2 separate regions of the Mus musculus genome follow, and region 1 is linked to region 2. A link is a contact called in public HiChIP or PLAC-seq data. All regions are on one chromosome and are shown on one strand. Each heading gives the region's core, a stretch centred on a gene start, on an enhancer-like site or on the middle of the called end of the contact. The rest is flanking DNA. Distances are from core to core; before and after follow the strand shown. Region 1 has its middle 6.4 kb from the start of Gm38734. Region 2 overlaps Tnrc18 (trinucleotide repeat containing 18).

The links. HiChIP or PLAC-seq counts read pairs in DNA pulled down with a chosen protein or histone mark.
Region 1: a contact with region 2 is called in an H3K27ac HiChIP or PLAC-seq map of embryonic stem cells, with 7 read pairs. The contact joins two enhancer-like sites. A contact is called at or near these places in 2 of 484 Hi-C or Micro-C datasets (the Patski cell line and differentiating spermatogonia), 1 of 115 datasets of contacts at active chromatin or transcription factors (embryonic stem cells) and 1 of 9 other capture datasets (adipose tissue).

Annotation. Positions count from the first base shown.
Region 1 is chr5:143,124,791-143,128,753 of GRCm38.p6, reverse strand. No RefSeq gene overlaps it. Among named protein-coding and RNA genes, the nearest start is that of Gm38734, 6.4 kb to the left of the region's middle. Within about 2 kb of position 1,548, at least 21 of the 459 cell types and tissues checked have an H3K27ac peak or open chromatin away from gene starts, as enhancers often do. A contact at or near this core is called in embryonic stem cells, where this site is marked.
Region 2 is chr5:142,725,601-142,729,896 of GRCm38.p6, reverse strand. Tnrc18 (trinucleotide repeat containing 18) reads left to right here. Exons shown (of 28, transcript NM_001122730.3): 26 at 1,820-2,056; 27 at 2,845-2,919; 28 at 3,710-4,296. The coding sequence ends at 3,916. Among named protein-coding and RNA genes, the nearest start is that of Slc29a4, 26 kb to the right of the region's middle. Within about 2 kb of position 1,431, at least 1 of the 459 cell types and tissues checked has an H3K27ac peak or open chromatin away from gene starts, as enhancers often do. A contact at or near this core is called in embryonic stem cells, where this site is marked.

The DNA.
Region 1 (3,963 bases), core at 299-2,798, 400 kb before region 2:
TAGAGCACGTAATGCTTTACAGAGGACTTGGGTTCAATTGCTGTTCAAAACTTCGGTTCCAGGGGATCCTATGACCTCTGTGGAAGTACAGAAGGGAGGAAGATGGATGGGTGAATGTATGTGGACTGAGCGCAGGAGTGTTGGTAATCCCAGCACGCAGGAAGCTGCTGCAGTTACAGCTGGAGCTCCTGGTCAACTTTGCAAAAAGTAAGTTACCCAAGGAAAATGGAGACCCTATTTGAAATAAATACAAAAGAATAAGCTATTCCATTAAAAAGTTGAATGAATTAAAATAAAGAAACTGAGTCATAGGCTTTAAAAGAAGTATTCAGAGCTCATCGGAACAATAAAACATAATATGCTTGAATGTCAAAAGACAGTGTGAACCAACGTAAAGACATCCCTGCTCTTGGATAGATTTAATTTCCTTGGATAGATTTAAGCACATCCATCTTCTCTGGGTGCATCAATAAACCAGTCACGCGACCAATAAAAACACTATTCATTTCCCTCATCTTCAAGTTTGAGTCAAGCGGAGTATCATTTGAGAAAATATTAGGGAAAGCCAGGCAAGTCTTGAAAGGCGGCGGGTTGCCATATATTGAGACATATTTTAAGCTTTAGTCATTAAAGCAAGACACTGTTATTTGTAGACGCCACAGGGAAGCAGGGGGATGGGGGGAATCAAATCTAGAAATAGAACCAGCCACAGATGCCAAGCCAGCGTGAAGTACAGAGAGCATCTCGAGCCAGGAAGCCAGATGAAGGACTCCAGTGTGTGATGGTGGGATAGCAGGGTAGCTGGTGGCAACAAGAGGACAGCCAGTCTTAGTTCCATCCAGTCGATTCATTTGAGATGAACCAAAGATTAAAATGGGAAAGGAAAGAAACGAGAGGCTGGAGAAGAGAGTTTGCTGCTCTTGCTCTGAGAGGACCCAGGTTTTGTTCTATACCTACAATCGAGTGGCTCACAATGCCTGTAACTCCAGCTTGAGGAGATCCAACACCCTTTCCTTCTGACCTCCTCTGGGACCCACTTATACACTTAGTTAAAAGTTTTTTTAAAACTTAAAAAATAAAACCATACAAAGAGAAAAAGCAGTCAGGCAGTGGTAGCACACACCTTTAATCCTAGCACTCAGGAGGCAGAGGTAGGTGGATCTCTGTGACTGAGGTCAGCCTGGACTACAGAGAGAGTTCCAGGGTAGCCGGGGCTACACGGAAAAAAAAAAAATCCTGTCTCCAACAACTGAACCAAACAGAAAAACAACAAATAAAAAAAACAAAACAAAGCAAAAGCCAAAGAGAAAAGCAAATACGTAGAAACTCTCCCACAATCTGTAACAGAGAAAGGTTTTGTTTTAATGTATTTAAATACAGCTGTCTTCAGACACTCCAGAAGAGGGTATAGATCCCATTACAGATGGTTGTGAGTCACCATATGGTTGCTGGGAATTAAACTCAGGACCTCAGGGAGGGTAGTCCAGTGCTCTTAACCTATAAGCCATCTCTCCAGCCCCAGGGAGAGACTATAAGCCATCTCTGCAGCCCCAGGGAGAGCTTTTTTTAATTGCTGCTGTTTTGTGTGAGACAAGGCCTGGAGTACCCGAGGCTGACCTTGTGGCTGACCTTGTGCACTTTTGTATGGTTAAGGATGACTTTGAGTTCCTGCTCCTGCGGCCTCTCCCTCCCCAGGGCTGGGGTTACAGTGTGCATTGCCAGACTTGGTCTACGTGGTGCTGTGGATAGAACACAGGGCTTCCTTGTACACACTAGGGGAAGCACCCTACCGTCTGAGCCTCAGCTTCAGCCCAGGAAACTTTCCTAACAATAAAATTCAGCTATGTGAAAGTGGAAAGGAGAGTATTTACATAGCATAAAATAAAATGAGCAAAGCTAAAAGATAAATGACTTAAAGGGAGAGTGTAAGGTTAAAATGGGAACTTGGGCCAGGGCGACAGCCCATTCAGACTGTGCTTGATATAAAAGCACACAGACCTGAGTCCAACTGTCAGAACCATCTAAATAAAAAGCTGGCCATGAGGGCTGGACTGTAAATCTCAGCCCAAGACAGTCCACGCCACGCAGTCTACATCTAGTCTAGTCTGAGACTTCCAGGCCTTTAACAGATCCTATCTCAAAACAGACAAAAGACAAAACAAAGCAAAAACAAATTAACTAACTAAAAATCAACTTGGAGTGGGGCAGTGGTGGCACACGCCTTTAATCCCAGCACTTGGGAGGCAGAGGCAGGTGGATTTCTGAGTTCGAGGCCAGCCAGGTCTACAAAATGAGTTCCAGGACAGCCAGGGCTCTACAGAGAAACCCTGTCTCGAAAAAAAAAAAAAAAAAAAAAAAAAAAAAAAAAAAAAAAAAAATCAAGCTGGGCAGCCCTGAGGAAAAATACCAATGTTTACTAATGGCGCATGCGCGCGTGTGCACACACACACAAAAACACACACACACCCCTACTTCTGTAACTGTAGTACTCAGGAGCCAGAAGCAGGAGATTATGAAATCTGGGCTATCCTGGGCTACCGAATAGAGAGCAAGCCTAAATAAATAAATGCCATAGACAAAAAAAAAAAAAAAAAAGGAAAAGAGGGAAGAAGAAAACATGAATTAGCTGAGGGCCATCGGGATGGCTCGGTGAGTAGAGGTGTTTACTGCCGAGTCTAAGGATCTGAGGTCCATCCCTGGAAAACCTACCTGGTAGCAGGAGAAAACAAACTTCCCCAGGGTGTCTTCTGACCGTCACAAGCTCACACAGACATGCACATGCACACCACCTATGTACCCTCAAAACAAATAATAAGGAGAAATCTGTGGCAACGCCACTCCTGACAGAAAAGGTGAGGATGTCAGTAATTGCCTTAGCAACAGAACATGCTGTGCATTTGAATCATCTCATCCCCATAGCAACGCAGAATCATAGTCCTTTGGAGCCGGGTAGCAACAGCGCCTGTTTAGGCCAACCTCTTAGATGAAAACAAGTGCAGAAACAAACCAAGACGGCGCTGCCTCCCCTCCCCCCATGGCTTTCAAAGCCTGGGTTATACTCCTTGAAAATACAATGGAATGTTGATACAAAAAAAGATGAACCCGGGAGTAAACACTGCTGAATCTGTCTCTTGCCTGACCAGTACTGGGGATACAGGCACGCAGACTGCTAGGCCTGGCTTTTAGGTGGGTGTCAGGAATTGAACTCAGCCTCTATCCACCGAACTGCTTTCCCAACCCACACTCTGCTGATTCTTCAGCTGAGGTGAATCTGTAGCTGGGGTATTAGGAACAAAGGAGTTTTGGTTGATCGGTCAGTGTGGAGGAGAAGCCAGCTTGTCAGGGGTGAATGGGGAAGTGTTAGTATGGAAGACCACAGAGCAAGAAGCCCTCATTCATTTCTCACTAAACACTAATTAAGCATTGCAATAGGAAACTATTTTCTCTACAATCAAGGCACTAACCTATGACCTGGAAGCAGGTCAGATGTTTGTTTACTGATTTATTTTGAGACAAGGCGGCTCCCTTATGTAGCCCCAGCTAGCCCGGAACTTGCTATGTAGACAGGCTAGTTCGGAATTCACAAAGACCCAGCAGGACTTGCCATTTGTGGCCTGTGAGGTAACATTCTTGGAAATCACCACCTTGTCCCAACAAGCAAGATGGTGAACCTGCTGGAAGCTTAGTGACTCAGACAAGATTTGTCAGAGGCCTGGGGCAGGCAAATCCAGGACCTCAGACAAGGAGAGACACCCAGGAAATTGGCAATCACACTCACCTGAGCAGAAACCTCTCTGGCAACTGGCCACAGGCAGGGAAGCCTAATGATGAGTTCTCACTATGAGCTGCTGGAATGGGCACTACCCCAAGGGCTCTTGGCTGCTGGGCTCAGGATTATCTTGTGAGGCGGAACCTCTGGAAGCCAGAGCAGGGTCCCAGAGCTGGCAGGGGGGACGTCCTCCT
Region 2 (4,296 bases), core at 182-2,681:
AGCCCAGTGTGTTGCCCAGGTTCCCTTCCCTCACAGTAACAACATTCCCTCTGTATAGCTGAGGACGAACTTGAATGCCTGATCCTCCTGCATACTGGGGTTACAGCCACGTACTACCATTTCCACATGGTGACATCCTGAGGATGGAAGCCGGGGCTCCCTGCATGCTGCCTGAGCCGAGCACCAGTCCTAGACACCATTGCTCTAGTCTCCTGTGAAGCGCTGGGTGTCCTAGTGAGGAAGCCATCCAGGAATAAACTGCTCATAGCATGTCCGGCAGGCAGCAAAGAAAAAGGGGAGCGTCCTAGGCCTTGAACTCCCTTGAGGGTGTTCCTTGATGACCTACTGACCTCACAAGTCCCACCCTTCTGCTTCCTCACTTCTTCCCAGTAACTCCATCCTGGATAGCCAAGACCTACACCAGAGCCTCTGGGAACAGGCAGTAACTGAGCCTTAGTAGCCAGGCTCACCTGTAGGGTTTCCCTATTCACAGGCCCTTCCTGGACTTGCTCTTAGCCTCCCCGTGCCTAGGCCAGCGTCCCCTGGCTGTGTGTCCAGCTCTGTCGGGTGTCCCTAGCAGTTGGAACCCCTTTTCTGCCCAGTTGTGCTACTTCAGCAGATAGGAGTTGGGGATTAATAGGGATAGTTTGGGGGTACCTGGTGGCCTCCCTCAGTGTTTGAGGACACCCTGGCTCATGTGTGTCATCAGCTCCTAAGTTCAGTGAGGCTGGAGAGGTGGGCGTTCAGTGATATCAGAGTCAGGGGCCATTTTCTTTACCGCCCCCCCCCCCATTTTCAGTGGCATATTGAGGAGTTCCAGGTTCAGTGAGAGAGCCTGTGACACATGTCCTTAATTCCAGCATTCAGCAGACAAAAGCAGGCTTACCTCTGTGAGTTTGAGGCCAGCCTGGTTGGCCTACATAGTGAGTTCCAGGACAGCCAGGGCTACATCATGATGCTCTGTCTCCAAGAAAGAAGGAAGGCCCAAAGGGCTGGAGAAATGGCTCAGAAATTACTAAAGCACTGAGCCAGGGTTTGAATCCCAGCACCTACATTGGTGGCTCACCAAGGCCGGTAAACTTTAGTTCCAAAGGCTCTGAAACCTTTCTCCTTTCTCCTGCCTCTGTGGGCATCTACACACTCAGAAGCACATGCACAAAGACACACACAATGGGTGGATGGAGAGAATAAAGGAAGATCCCTCTGCCTGCCGCATACATGCACCTGCACACGTGTAATCTGCATGCACATATATGCATGTGTACGTGTACACAAACACGTACACTCCCCCTTGTTGCTAGGAGAAACTACGTGAGATGATCAGCTTGTGAAAAGGAAAGGTTGGTTTTGGCTCATTGTCTCCACCCACCACGAGCTGGTTCCGGCTCCATCGTGCTGGTTCCGGTTCCATTGCGCTGGTTCCGGCTCCATCGCGCCCGCCCGAGAGGGCTCAACTAATGCAGGAGCACAGAAGCTACTCTTGACTGGCAGGAGATAGAGAGGAAAGAGCAGAGGCCTGGTAGCTCCTTTTAAGACCGCACCTCCTGTTACCTGCTAACTCTTGTCAGACACTAGCTCTAAACTGTGTTCCACTCCCGCAGTAGCGCCTTAAGTGTGAACTCAAGGGTAGGCGGGAGCGCTTCCAAACTGAAGCTAAGGCACCCCTTCCATGCAGACCCCGAGGGTTCATGGCGGGTGACTCAGGTCCAGGGATCGGGGATCCAGATCTGCCCAGACCGCCTGGTGGGGTGTCTTGCCTTTGGCTCTGTGGCTTCGGGTACAGTGCTGGGCTCTAGCTGTGGTTTTTCACGTCCCGCAGCGGCGAGGCATGAAAGGCAAGGCTCGCAAGCTCTTCTACAAGGCCATCGTCCGAGGCAAGGAGATGATCCGAATCGGTGACTGCGCAGTCTTCCTGTCAGCCGGCCGCCCCAACCTGCCCTATATTGGCCGGATCCAGAGCATGTGGGAGTCCTGGGGCAACAATATGGTGGTTCGTGTCAAGTGGTTCTACCATCCGGAGGAGACCAGCCCGGGCAAGCAGTTCCATGAGGGCCAGGTGAGTGTCCCTGATGGGAACTGAAAGAGTCCCTGGTGTGTAAAGGTAGACCCATGGTGTTTCATTTCTGTTGATGCTAAAATACCCTGCCGGAAAGCAGGAGTAAGGATTTTCTTTTAGCTGACAGTTCTTTGTTATAGACCAGACAGACAGACAGATAGATCAGCTCTGTGGGGAGTCACAGTGGCAGGAGCATGAGGCAGCATGACTGTTGACAGTCAGGAGCAGAGAGAACGAACGCATTCATGCTTAGTGCTCAGCTTGCTTCCTCTACTCCTGTAGTCCAAGGTTCCCTGTGCAGGGAATAGAACCGCCCACAGTGGACTAGGTCTTAATTAACAAAATCAATATAATCCCCATCAGATGTACCCACAACCCAGTCCGACTTAGTGCCTGATTGAGACTCTTCCCAGATAAGTCTAGGTAGAATCAAATTGGCAATTAAAAACCATTACACCGGGCTGGAGAGATGGCTCAGCGGTTAAGAGCACTGACTGCTCTCCCGAAGGTCCTGAGTTCAATTCCCAGCAACCACATGGTGGCTCACAACCATCTGTAATGGGATCTGATACCCTCTTCTGGGGTGTCTGAAAACAGCTACAGTGTACTTTCATATAACAAATAAATAAATCTTAAAAAAAAAAAAACATTACTCCATTTGTGGCTGGGCATGCTGTGGCCCTACCCGTGGAAAGGCTGAGTAGTCCAGGGAGTTTGTGCAGTGGGCCTGGAATCTCAGATGGGAGGAAAACAAGGCTAAGACTTCCTCTTATCCCTCCCTCCCCCAGCACTGGGACCAGAAGTCAGGGCATAGCCTCCCTGCAGCCCTGCGGGCCTCCAGCCAGAGGAAGGACTTCATGGAGGTAAGACGCAGCAGTGGGCTCTTGGTGCTGGCTGAGGGCAAGCTCCGTCCAGATGGGGTGGGCCTCGAGCTTTCTGCTCTGCCCCTCCTAGCCTCCCTTCCTCTCTCCCTCCCTCCCTGCCTCCCCCATCCCTCTCTCTCATCTGTGGCTCTGGGCTGCTGGAGTCCCTGTCTCTGTCCCATCTGCTCACTGAATCTGCCTTTGTCCTGGCGTCTCCTCGTCTCCTAGTGCCCCTTTCCTTTCTGTGTCTTGCTCTGGCATTTGCAGGCATATCTGTTTGTCTCTTCTTCTGTTGTTTCTTTTACTTTTCTTTCCTGTATACACACACACACACACACACACTTTGGTACCTGGGTGGCAAGTGTGCATGCAGGTGTGGGTAGAGGTTCACTGTCACTATTGGGAGACTTCCTGACACCAAACCCAAAGCTCACTGATACAGCTGGTCTTACTAGCCAGCTTGCTCCAAAGGTCCTGTCTCTGTGGTCCAAGGCTGAGATTTCAGGCGGACTACCACACCCATCTACTGCTTACAAGGCTTCTGGGACTCTGAACACAATGGGGATGGCATTACATCATCCTGTGTTCCCTTGCTACCTGTTTCCCTCCATCTCTTCATCTCTCTTGGTCTCTGTCATTGTCTCTCCATCTGTTGCTTGTCCCTCTTTGTTCCCATCTGTCTCTCTATCCATCTGTCTCTGTCTCCAGGTCTCTGCCCTTAAGGCATCCCAGGGTCTCCCTGATCCAGGAGGGTTCCCTCCAGTCCCTAACACCCACTGTGTCCCCACAGCGCGCCCTGTACCAGTCCTCCCACGTGGATGAGAACGATGTGCAGACAGTGTCCCACAAGTGCCTGGTGGTGGGCCTGGAGCAGTACGAACAGATGCTGAAGACCAAGAAATACCAGGACAGCGAGGGCCTCTACTACCTCGCGGGCACCTATGAGCCCACCACAGGCATGATCTTCTCCACGGACGGCGTGCCTGTGCTCTGTTGAGCGCCGCCCACCCAGCGGGGCCCACAGAGACCCCCCCTCCCCACCACTGCCATGGCGCGGGACCACGTGTGTTGTGTGCATGCCAGTGTGCTTGTGGGCGTGTGCATGTGGCCAGGTGGACGCCCCAGGCAAGTGTGAGTGTGTACATGTGTGTGCCCGTATGCATGCACGTGTGTGCACACATGTGCACACATTTCCAGACCCTTTCTGGTCATCCCCTGGTGCCCTCATGCTGAGATTCCCCCCCCCCCCCACCTCAGCTATCAGGGTCCGGCTCTGCTGTCCCCTCAGGGTCACCTCAGCGAGGAGGACTTCCCTCCGGCACTTTGTCTGCGCTCAATGAGGCTGCCCTCTGTGCTCTGGGCCTGTGTAGACTCTTT